2 separate regions of the Mus musculus genome follow, and region 2 is linked to region 1. The links are chromatin contacts, called in public promoter capture Hi-C maps. All regions are on one chromosome and are shown on one strand. The core of a region is the stretch at or near the end of the contact, and the rest is flanking DNA. Distances in the headings are between cores, read along the strand shown.

Region 1 (5,934 bases), core at 2,183-4,682:
GCAACAACAGCCAAGAGGGAGCAGACTATAAGCTATGCTGCTCTTTTCTCTCACAGTCCACATGGCGACAGACACCACCAGAGCCTCGGGACCAAGGAAGAATCCTTACGTGTGCACAGCTTGGAAAGGACACAGACACACACATGCAATCTCCCATAGGAGCATTGTCTTTAAATGGAAAAGATAACCTGAAATACACTCTGAGCTTGCAGAACACACATACACACTGGGGCTGGAGTGACTGAACCAACACTTGAGCCCTGTCAGTGGTAAGAGGAGGAAACCTACTGCCCTGGCAGTTCCTGACTTTCAGTTCCTATTTAAAATGTCTGAATTGGGAGCATCGACAGGCTCCCAAATTAGCTTTTTAAATAGAAGCTGAGAGTTAAAGGAAAAGCGGCCGCGTCATGGGGGAAAAGCAAGTGAAAAATCCCGGCCAGGCTGGTCCAGAGGCAGAGGGGGGAAGGAGTCAACAGGCATGGCTAGGGAGATTCTAGGAGGAAATGGAGGGTACCCAGCATCTCCTGGACAGTGTCTCCTCCAGTGGCTTGAACCTAAGCCAGGTACCTTCTTTCTCCTCACCATCCAGCCTCAAGGAGAACTGTAAACAAAACCCACAGTGGCCTGAACTAGAAATCCAAGTCTCCCTTACTTTTCTTGAGATACTGGAGACAAAAAAAAAAAAAAAAAGAGAGAGAGAGAGAGAGAGAGAGAGAGAAAGAGAGAGAGAGAGCAGTTCACAGGCACTGCACTTAGATTGCCAAGTATGAGCATCTGAGGATCGGGATTGGAGGATGTGGGGCAGGGTGTGAGTGTCCTGTCTCCACAAATGGCTTACAAAGTCCCAGAGACCACAAGCTGTCACATTAGTAGACCACTCCAAGAGTCTAGTGGTGTTCCCTCCCTGACAGTTTGGGGGGCTCGATCCTGGAAGTACCTTTATGTTGCTGAACAATGGCAATGCCGTACAGGAAATTCAAACTTCGACAGAAATAAGATATTATATTTTCACTGCTCCAAAACTGGACAGAAGGTGTTAGATCAAAGGAAAATGTCACTACTGGGACCAGGCTTCTCAGAGACAGAGAACCTTCTCTCAGGAGTCAATTCAACTGAGATTTAAAAAACAAAAAAACAAAACAAAACCCCACCACCACTAGCAGTAGCAACAACAACAAAAACCTCTCCCAAATAGAGGAGGGAGGGAGAATCCTCGCCAGGGCCTTCCCTGAATTCTTCCAGGGTTGGCCAGGGAGTGGCAGTGTTGTTAATCATTAGTACTGTATGCAAATGAGTATGCAAATCTCACGGGGTTCTTGGACTCTGGGCAAATGTTAATGGGGTCCACACCCACCTCTTGAAGGGCCAATTGTACACCTTTCATACTGACAAACTTAAAGGAGCTTTGGTTAGGGTAAGTGAGCCTATGAAAAAGAAGCTCAGAAGTACTGGAGGCCCAGAGTAGCTGAGACCTCAATAACTACTCCTCGACTTGCACTTCTGGAACAGGATCGGTTTGCCACAAACCAGAAACCCTATTCTTGACTCACGCCTTCACCCTCTCCGCACATTTCTCTTTCCTCTGCTTTTGTGTTTCAGCACACACCTTTCCATACTCAGAGCTGCCATCTCTCAAGCCAAGGCGTTCCGGTCCGGGCAGAGGCACGAAGCTGCTTGCTTCGCGATCTCCAGGCTCGGGAGTCCCAGCACCCAGGCCGGAGACACAGGGAAAGCCGGCCACGGTTTGGCTTAGCAGCCAGGACTGGGCTCTACTCTGCTGCCGCGATGGTCCTGGGACTCTCAGCTGGATCCTATGCTCCCGTGGTTGTCCCACTCCTCACGCTGGGTCCGAGTACTAAGCAATAGATAACTCTGGGCTCTGGAAAGGATCCAGGGCCTGGGCCCGCTTTGGAAAGATAGAGAAATGAGAGTTCCTAAATCCCCAGTCTTAATTCTGGGTATTCGTGGTGGGGTATTGGAGCGAATCCTGACCTTCTGGCCATGTGTCAGAGGTCACTCCTGAACGACAGTGGCTCTTACGCGGAGATAAAGGCAGTTTGTCTTCCGTGGGATCTTCCCAGCTTTGGCAAACACACCTGACTGTTCAGGGTCAGCCTGTAAGCTTGCGCGGCGACCAGCTGCACCTCACTAGGTGACCAAGGAGAGGAGTTAGTTGCTCTACCGCGTGGACAGTGAATGGGAAACAGACAGCCAGTTAAGTGTACACACCCCACGCGCATACACGCCAGCGCTCCCTACCACCTCTTCCTAAGTCCCCAGCCACACACGCCCCCGAACTCACGATCACGCCGCACGCCCGGCTCCTCCCCCACCCCCAAGCCAAGCTCACCTTGCCACGCTCGCCCCATGCCCACCCTCGCCGGCACACGCGCTCACACTCGCGTCCGCACACTCCACTACCACCTCCAGGCACACCCTAGGATTCCTCCACTCTCCTGGGGAGACGCACCAGGCTCTGCCTAGTCTCCCCGCCTCCCCCCCCCCGCTGCAGCCCCCCCACTCACGCGCGCGCCCTACACACACACACACACACACACACACACACACACACACCCTCGCGCAGAGTCACTCCCCCTCGCACGCCCTCGCCCTGGGCACCCTCCGGCGGCTAGGCTCCCGGGTCCTCCTCCTCGCTCCCTCCGCAGCCTGGCCGCTCTGCTCTCTCGGGCCCGGCCTGGGGCCGCTCGGCCCGTGGGGATCGGTGGGGAGCGGAGGGCGCAGCCTCGCCGCCTCCCCCGGACTCTCCTCTCCGCCCCGCCCGCGCCGCGCCCCCACCGCCTCCTCGGGAGAGGCAGCCCGTGGCCGGCCCGGCTCCGCTCTGCCCGGCATCAGCGGCGGCGGGGGCAGGGAACGAGCGAACCGGAGCTCACGAGCCCGAGAGCGGAGCGGCTAGGCGGGGAGGGGACACGCTGCCAAGCCCGGGCTGGAGCGGCGGTGGCGGTGGCGGCGGCGGCGGCGGCGGCAGCGGGGGAGGAACGGCCCCACGGACGGACCGACGCACGAACCGACCGAGTGAAGGAGGGACGAGCGAGACTTCGCCGGCGAGGAGGAGCCGCCCGAGCGGCGGCTGCTGGGCGCTTCCCCGCGCTGCTGGGCGCTCTGCGCCTCGGCGGCCCCTGGCCTCAGCTTCCTCGCGCGCGCGGGGCGCGGGGCCTGGGGCTGGCTTCGGCGAAGGTAAGAGGGAAACGACCGAGCCTCCCAGAGACAGCAAGTGCGAGGAGCGCTGCTCCCACGCCTGTTGCTCCCGCTGCCCACGCGGCACCCTCCCACTCCCGCGCCCGGGTGGGTGGGCGCTGGGGCGCCGGAAGGATTGGGGGTGGGGCCGGGCCGTGGGGGAGCAAGCAGCCGGCCTGGGGGCGTCGGTTCCCTGGGCTGCAGAGCCACCTCCGGGCACTGGGGCGCCGAGAGGTTTGGGGGTGGGGGTGTGAACCTCTGCCCTCTTGCCATTGGCCTGCCTTCCCTCGCCGGGCGCCAGGAGCAGCGCCCCGGGACCTGGCTGCAGGTGGCGACGGTTTGCTCCGTCCCCGCTCTTTGTGAGCTGAGAAGAGAAATGGCTGAGAGTGGAAGCTGGGAGCCGTTTGGGGCGCTTTGCAAAGTTCTCCAGCCAGGCGAGCCTGTGTTTGCCTGTTAGAGGATGAGGCTGGTCCAGCTCGTCCTGCCTGGCACATCTTTTCTTTCCCGGGAAAGGTCCCATAAGTGTCCCGAGAGACCATAGGGAAGGGGGTTCAAATTTGTTTTAACAGAGTGTTTACACTAGGGATGGGCAGAGAAGTTACCTGGAAATCAACTAGATTCCTGTGCTTTCTTAGTGCTGGCATTTAATTCAGCCCACGTTGTTCTCCTTTTATCCCGGGCAGCCTTGATAAGTCAGCAACAGGCTGAGAGGTTCCAGACCTGAAATCAAGGCAAAGAAAGTCTCCGTGTATTTGACGGAGCCTCTGAACTTTCACGGGGTGATAGGCGGCACAATGCAATCAGTAATCAGGTTTTACAGGGTGGTCATGCATGAATGTAGGTGATGCTTGAATCGATGCCTTATTTACTGTTACTTCCAGGGAACCTGAAGGTTTAATCTCGGAAAGCGGGGGGAAGGGGGATTCTGGGCATTCATTCAATGCAAAGCGTGTGTACATTTCCCCATGTGGACACATACCGGCCCACTGAAAGGAGCTGATGTGTTTATTTTTTTTCCATGTTGCGTCTTGAATGCTATAAGACGTAAGTACACAAGGGACCTCCAGAGGAAGAACGATTAACAGCGGCTTCCTTTTGCCGTTGAGGAGGCTGGAGAAAGAGTTTGGGGAAACTGCACTGGCCATCCTAGGAGCTAGGAGAGGCACTGTAAAGAAGAGGATCTGCAGGTCCCAGGCCTGTGCCCCACGGGATCTCCAGCATGGCCCCCATGCTCATTTCATACCCAACAAAATCCCGCAGACACGGGACAGACTCCCTGGGGGCGTGAAACAGTTCCCCAGACCAGCTCTGATTTCTGAGGACTCTCCTCCGAGGTCATTGAAGGGCAGATCTTGGTGATGTGACTTTTTTTTTTTTGTTTGTTTTTCTGCTTTGTGTCTGTTCAGGTGAAATGGAAGTGTCAACCCCCCAGGACAGGAGGTCTGCCTTTTTTTTTTTTTTTTTTTTTGACCCTCTGCTTCTAAAATAGACGTTGCTTAGCAGGCAGCTGACTTTTTACAGCAGGAGAAAGTGTTCTCTTTTTCTTTTTCAGGATTTTTTCATGTTTGTCATTTCTGCATTTACCTGGTTTTAATCTCTCTCCCTCCTGCATCCCTACCTCACCCCACAGCCAAATCTTTCCTACTGTCAAACTCTTTTGCCACAAACAAAAATAGCTTCAGAGTTTTCATTTGTAAAGCACCCATGTCCTAGTAAAGCCGTGGTATGGGAGGCGTATGCGGTGCCATTGGCTGGAAATGGGGCCGCACTATAGCGCCTGTTGCAGGGTTCATACCCAGGCCAGCTCTGAGAGGCACTGGTGCTGTTAGGGGTGAGTGTTGCAGCAGGAACCTGTAAAAGTCCTGTTTAAGCCAGGTCATCCCTGCAGGGTTGTTGGGTGGGCGTGGCTGGTATGGACTTGAGGTTGTTGTCTGATAGACGATAGTCCTCTTCCAAACCGAGGTGTGTACATGTATGTCCATGTATGCACATATGCACATGTGCACAGAAAGCAGTAAAGGGGTAATTGCTATTTTCTTGGCACTCTAAACCTGAACGATAGGTTCTGAATCTCCGGAGATGATCTGGTACTTGCATGGGCCTTCTTGAAAAAAGACTGCCCTGGATTATTGTACAGGGTAAAAGTTTGCCCTTGGGACAAGAGACTTTAGGATAGATAGGGAGAGGATTAACGTTGCCTCGCTCTGAGCTTTCAATTACCCATCAGAAAGCAGTTTGTGAATTGCTCATGGCCTTAGAAGAGTTGACTCAGAGTTGGAGCTGAGGGCATGGAGCTCAGCTTGCAAAGTCAGGCAGCTGGCAATGGGATCCCAGAGTCCAAGGGGCAGTACTGGGAGACTGACAGGAGAGAAGGGCATTGTCTTCTCGGAGCCATGTGTCTGGCTAACAAGGCTCTTCCCGAGTAGGTCCTGATTCAGCAGTCTCTTAATCTTTGCCATTTGAACCCCTGCCAGCGCCCATCTTAGATACAGCAGAGGTATTAGGGGTCATGAGTCAAAGGGCCAGGAGGGGCTGGAGGCCCAGTTCTTTTCTTTTCTAGGAGGGTGAGTGGGTTTCTGTGGGTAGGCTGAACCTTAGATTGCTTTGGGTTCCAAGTGATGCAGGTTGTGTGCCCTGTTCTGGGCACCAGCCTCATCAGGAATTCCCAGAACTCCCTCTGCTGAGATGAGGCTCAGGCTAATTGTATCCCCACAGCAACCAACCCAGATGCTCCACTTC
Region 2 (5,727 bases), core at 507-3,006, 2.1 Mb after region 1:
TCAACCACCTACTTAGCCACAGCTGCTCCATTAGAGGAAAAGGGAACACAGGAGCTAAAACCTCTGATGGCCTTGTCCACAGCCAAGGGCAACCAGGTGTGACCTGAAAGTCCTTCTCTCCCAAGAGATGGACCTAACTTACTAGATGGTATAATGTGAGAACCGCGGGAGGTGCAAGATGTTTAAGCTCCACATAGCCCACCAAAATAGATACTAAAGTTTTGGTACCGTTTTTTATGGAGCCATTGCAGGGTTTTCTCAGTCCCTGGCAGTTTTTTTGTTAAAAGGGCAATAACAGTCTTTCTTCTTCATCCCCACTCAACCCAACCCAATCCAACCTGCTTCTTGTTCACAACTGAACTGCCTCCCATAGTAGAAATTTCCTAATTCACATGTCCCATTAAACTATTTCTAAGGAGGAAGAGAAAAGGACAGAGGGAGAGAAAGGAGGAGGGAGGGAGGGTGAAGAGAGGGAGGGAGGGAAGTTTTCAAAGAATAAAACCCACTTGACTGCTACTGGGTCCGAGTAGCCTCAAAATTGAACTTGAACACAAGATAGAGCTGTTTGGGCTTTTAAAGAGGATGAAGCATCAGGCTTCCTTCTCAGGCGGCCGCGCCCCTAGGGGAGCAGTCCTGACGTACTGCGAACATCCCTTCAGAGCCCTGTCTGCACAGGTTTAAATGTGGCGGAGGCCTCTCTCCAGACAGCTGGCCCCTCTAGACTGTGGCCCCCAGTGCACATCACCTGTCTCTGCCTTTCGGTCCCCAGATGTGCTTCCCTCCTGGGAGGAAGGGCTCTTCCACTCTAGCCCCAAATTCACTGAGGAGCAGCCCCAGGGCTGGGAATTAAATCTCGGGCGCGAACGTTCTGCTTCTCTAGCCAATGTTACCGTCAAGGTCACGGGCCCGTGGCCGAGTGTCTGAGGCTGGGGTCTCCAGCAGCGCCGGAGCCTCCCCGTGGGGCTGCGCCCTAGGCGCGCTCCAGGCGGAGGGACCCACCGAGCTGGCCTCGCTGGCTCTTCATTAGTGCTCGCCTCTTCAGCTGTCCTGTTACCTCCGGAGTTCTGGGGCATCCTGAGCTCCAGAAGCTGAAGCTCAAGTCCAACCTGTGCAGGAGCTGCCGTGCACCCTTGACGCGCCAGAACGTCGCCGCCCCGGGCCTCCGTCGCCAGGCAACGATGGCTGGAGCGGCAGGAGGAGCCCCTGAGCCAGCGCAGGTCGTGTGGACCCAGAGAAAGCGCCGCCTTGCACGCTTTCAGGCCTTTCAGGCTGAGGCGGGGCCGCGCAAGCAAAGTTGCCGTGGCTGTCCCAGGGATGCCATTCGGGGAGCAAACAGCGACTCACCTGTCCCGCGTGGGCCGTCGCGCGGACTCGGCCCCTGGATTTCCGCCGAGTGGCCGTGGTCCCGGACGGGTCGTGGGTGCACCGTCCTTCCCGAGGGCAAGGGGAGTCAGGCAGCGACAGGCCCCAGCTGGGGCTGGGGGACCTGGAGCTGCGCGCGCCGGCGCACGCGACTCAGCTGGCTTGTCGCTCCCTCCGTCGCCGTGAGTCCCAACCCTGCTCCCGCCCTCCGCTCGCTCGGGGCTCTAGGGAGCCGCCCCGGGGCTCAGATCCCGCCGCGGAGGGAGCGCGTGGCTGCGAAGGCCCCGGCCGAGTGCCGTCGTCCCCGTGCCCGGTCCGCGTCGGCTCTGCGGAGCGGAACGGAGCTGGGCGGAGCGCGGCGCGCGCTGTTCCCTCGCTTTCCGAAAGGCCACCCTGGCGGCGGGGCGCCGTGACGCAGGCTTGACTCACGCGCGGGCCCGCGTCAATGCGAGGCTCCCCGGCTGCGTGCGAGGCTCTGATGGCGGACCCAAACAGAGTGGTGGGTAGGGAGCAGGAGAGGGGTTGCCGAAAGAAGCCTCTTGAGATCCGAAGGCTCTCTTTAGGCATCTGCTCTCAGGAAAATAAACTGCCATGGCCAAAGGCCTCCTGAGCCGAGGACCTCACCTGTCATTACAGACTCACCTTCTTTTGACCCTCTCAGGATTCCAGTCCCACTCAGTGGTTATTCTTTCCATCTCTACGTGGATGGTGCCTCGATTCCCACCTTTGGCTGCCCCTTCCCCCTGGCATTCTTCCATCCTATCACCCCACAAGGCCAACCTCTACACAACTCAAAAACCTGACAGATGAGTCTAGTGAGGGCAGTAAGAGAGAGGGAAATTGTGACTGGGTACCAAACAGGTGTTGAAGGATGCTGGCCCCAAGGGATACGTAGACAAAATGAGGAAAGGCAGCCATTGTGGAGGGAATGTATTTATTTGCTCAGGGTGAATGCAAAAGTGTAGACTATGTGCATACAAGTGGTTGCCTGAGCAGAAACAGCTGGCGAATGACAAAAAGTGACAGGGCCTGTCTGGCTAGAAGTGCTGTTCGGGAGTCTGAAATAATTGTCTCTGCTCTAGAGGACCTTTGGTATTTCCAAACAAGTACCTGTTTGGAAGGGGTGGAGGAAGTGAGATCATGATGGAGACCAGAAGCAAGTACTGGGATAGTCTGTACTTCAGTCTAACTAGCTGGCTGGCCACCGATTTATGGATGATGACTGAAGACACAGAAGCCCAGGGGCCAGAAACAAAGCACATGTATTGCAAGTGAAATGATTCAGATTCGGATCAGTTTCTCAAGTCCTGTGGGAGGGCTTCAAGTTTAGGGAAGCCTAAATGTTTTATAGTGGACTCTAAGAAAACTCACAGGTGATTTGCCCCTACAGAATTTTTATCATAATGAACAGCAAACAACACTTCCCTCCACCTTCTCTGTTCTCTGAAGCAGATCGCTATGCAAAGATCCACCAGTTTACTGTGCAAAGATCCTCCAGTCCTTACTGGAACAAAAAAAAAACATCAGTTCCTTGGCCCGTGAGACATCTGGACATGAAAGATACCCATTGAGAATGATCTCTGCCAATAGATGGTTCTTTTAGTTAACAAGTATTTAGCAAGTCTATTGTTTGCTGAGCACTGTTGCAGTCCTATGGATGTTACAGGGAAGACCCATCATGATCCCTGCCCTCACAGAACATATGTTCTGGTGGACTTAACCAGGAAATCAGCAGGATGGAGGTACACCGAAGGAAGAAGTGAGTAATGTAAGAGGTGTGGAGGAGGTGAACAAACCCAGTGAGACAACTGAGATGCAGAGAGGGGGCGAGAGGAAGGAGAACCTCAGATAAAGGTGGTTTTAAGGAAAGGAGTTTTAGAGTTTGTGTAATGATTGCAAAGAACTTTTGAGCCCAGTGAGCCTAAGTTTTTTTAATCTAGATTGTCATCACTTACATACCCTGAGTAGGATTTATAACCTAATGAGCCTAACGGTGCATACTGTAAGAAAATGCAATCCTATACAGTTGCTGTTATGATCACATAAGATGATTATTTTAAATTATTTGATGTCACATGTGCTTGATAAATGGCAATTATTGGGTGACTGTATTGTCACTAAACTAAACAAAAAAACAAAAACAAAAACAAAACACCTAGGAAGAAGAAATTTGGGGAAGAAGGTAAGTATATATATCAGATAGAAGTCCCTTGTCTCATCATAGCCACTTGCTGACAACCTTAATCCTGAATAGGCTCAATACCTGGTTTCTTCATGCAAAGTTCTCGGTGGGGGGGGGTGCGGAGGGGGGAGCGTGAAGTCACCATCTCCCTCTACCTTCTCGGTCGCCAGCCTTGGGTGGGCTTCTTGATTCCCAGTGCCTCTATGTGGCTTTATGAGCCATCAATTCCTCTCCTCAATTAAGGCCTCCTCAAGTTTCTATTCTCTTAACCATCCTGTGTCTACCCATTGCCTCCCTGGTCTTTCAGAAACCGCCTTGGTCCTCAGAGCAGCTACACTCCTTTCCTCCCTCCCATCCCTGGGAGAGCAGGGGAGCCTTCCCTGCTGTCAGAATCCAAGCCCTTCTTAGCCCCTGGGTCCCATGGCCCACAGCTTCTTGACAGCCTGAGTCAACCTTAAACATGCTAGACTCTCCTGCCACTGTGTCTTTCTCGGCAGCTTTTAAGCATGTTCAAATATCTCCTTTAAAAGTGGCTCAACTTTCTTCTTCCAAGTTCTCTGTCCCCATTTCCTCCTCTTCCCCTCACTCCATAGCCAACTCTCCTCTGTCCTGAAGTCAAGATGGATCCCATCAATGGCCTCTGACTGACTAAATCCACAGGGCATTTTCCAGTCCTTGTTTTATTGACCATTCTCTAGTACATTCTTGGACCCCTCTCCTTCATTATGTCCCCACTCCTTATGTCCCTCTGACCTCTGGCCACCCCCCTCCCCCATTCTCCTGCTAATCTTTATAGACTGAATTCTACTTGGTCCTTTTGTCACTCTGCGTTGTTTCTCTGTTGCTGGTATATTCATTCTAGAGTTTCCTGAGTGTGGCGCACTCAATTCTTTACATTTCCAGGCAGATGTCCTTATTCAGAGACCACCCCCACCCCCACGTCCTGAAAAACAGTCAACTTTGTGCCTACTGCCCCATATCCAACTCTCCATGTCAGAAACCCATCTGTCACCTTGCAACCCACCTCCTCCTTATCCCTTCGTGATATCCACATTAAATCCTGGAGGTCTTAGCTACTAAGTGCCTCTAGCATCTGGCCACTTCTCTTTAATTCTGTCATGATCTTGGTCTAAACTATAACCACCACTCACCTGGACACTCATAGTCTCCTGACTCAGACCCAGATTCACCCCTTTTCTCCTTTCAAGAGGAGTCTTTAGAAGTGAAGATGTAACGGCACCCTTCTCAAGCCCACAGTGCCTCGGAGCCCTTTCTCGTCTCCACTCTCATCCATCACTCCTCCCTCTCTGGCTTTTCTGCAGCCCACTTGCTCCAGTAGCCTTCTCTCTACTCTTCCTACGCTTTCCTGGCTCAAACTTCAGGCCCATCTGCTGGCCCCTCCTCCTCTTCCTTCGTTTCCTGGCCATTCACCCATATCTTTCTGACCATGGAGGAGAGTAATGCTAACCCCTCAGGTGGATACCCCTTTGTAGCCTTTCTTACAACAATGGTTAGGTGTTTAAAGATGTGACTGGTTTCTTGAGAATGGTCTCCTTGGCTGACCTGGAAGCTCCATAAAGGCAGAGATCATGTCTATCCTCAAAACACAATGGGCTCTCTACAAACATTAACTAAAAGAATGGAAAAGAGTGGTTAGACATGTGAGTAAGAACACCAGGAGGGCAGGCTGGGTTCAAATCCAGAAGTCCTAACCACAGAGGACAATGCTCAGACCATGCAGAGGAAGAGTGGAGATGGTCTGGAGGGAGTCTCAGTTTGAGGACTGACTAGTGAAAGGACTGACTTCTAAGGCAGGGAGAAGGAGGGTCAGAAAAGGAGACAGGAAGGCAAGAATTGGGAGGGCAGTGTGTGTTACAGAAGTTTCTAGAAGGAAAGGCAATCTGCAGTGTCAAAACTGCAAGAATCAGAGATGAAGCTTGAAAGGCATCACTGGTGGGCAGGCTCATGAGGTGGCAGGAAGCTACAGTACATGTGTTGAGGTGGAAATGGGACATAGACTTGAACCATTTGTAGTCTTCTTGAGCACTTCAGATCCCAATGGCCATCTCTCCTCTGACCATCCTGAATAAAAAGTCTTGCTTTTTATGTATGATATGAAAATTATACAGTGTGGTACTATGGAGGTATGACTGGTACCTTCATCTTACTAATGGGGAAGCTAA

What was found. Capture Hi-C pulls out chosen DNA fragments and counts their contacts.
Region 2: a promoter capture Hi-C map of adipose tissue shows a contact between it and region 1, with 5 times the contacts expected there. The contact joins the promoter of Slc6a17 here to the promoter of Kcnd3os in region 1. A contact is called at or near these places in 1 of 39 promoter capture datasets (the C10 cell line), 1 of 484 Hi-C or Micro-C datasets (embryonic stem cells) and 1 of 9 other capture datasets (adipose tissue).

The regions. Positions count from the first base shown.
Region 1 is chr3:105,449,523-105,455,456 of GRCm38.p6, forward strand. It overlaps Kcnd3os (potassium voltage-gated channel, Shal-related family, member 3, opposite strand), which reads right to left and starts at 3,433. Exons shown (of 4, transcript NR_040759.1): 1 at 3,031-3,433; 2 at 1,993-2,148; 3 at 1,607-1,906. Kcnd3 (potassium voltage-gated channel, Shal-related family, member 3) reads left to right here and starts at 2,368. Exons shown (of 8, transcript NM_019931.2): 1 at 2,368-3,195.
Region 2 is chr3:107,516,262-107,521,988 of GRCm38.p6, forward strand. Slc6a17 (solute carrier family 6 (neurotransmitter transporter), member 17) reads right to left here and starts at 1,757. Exons shown (of 12, transcript NM_001293689.1): 1 at 1,345-1,757.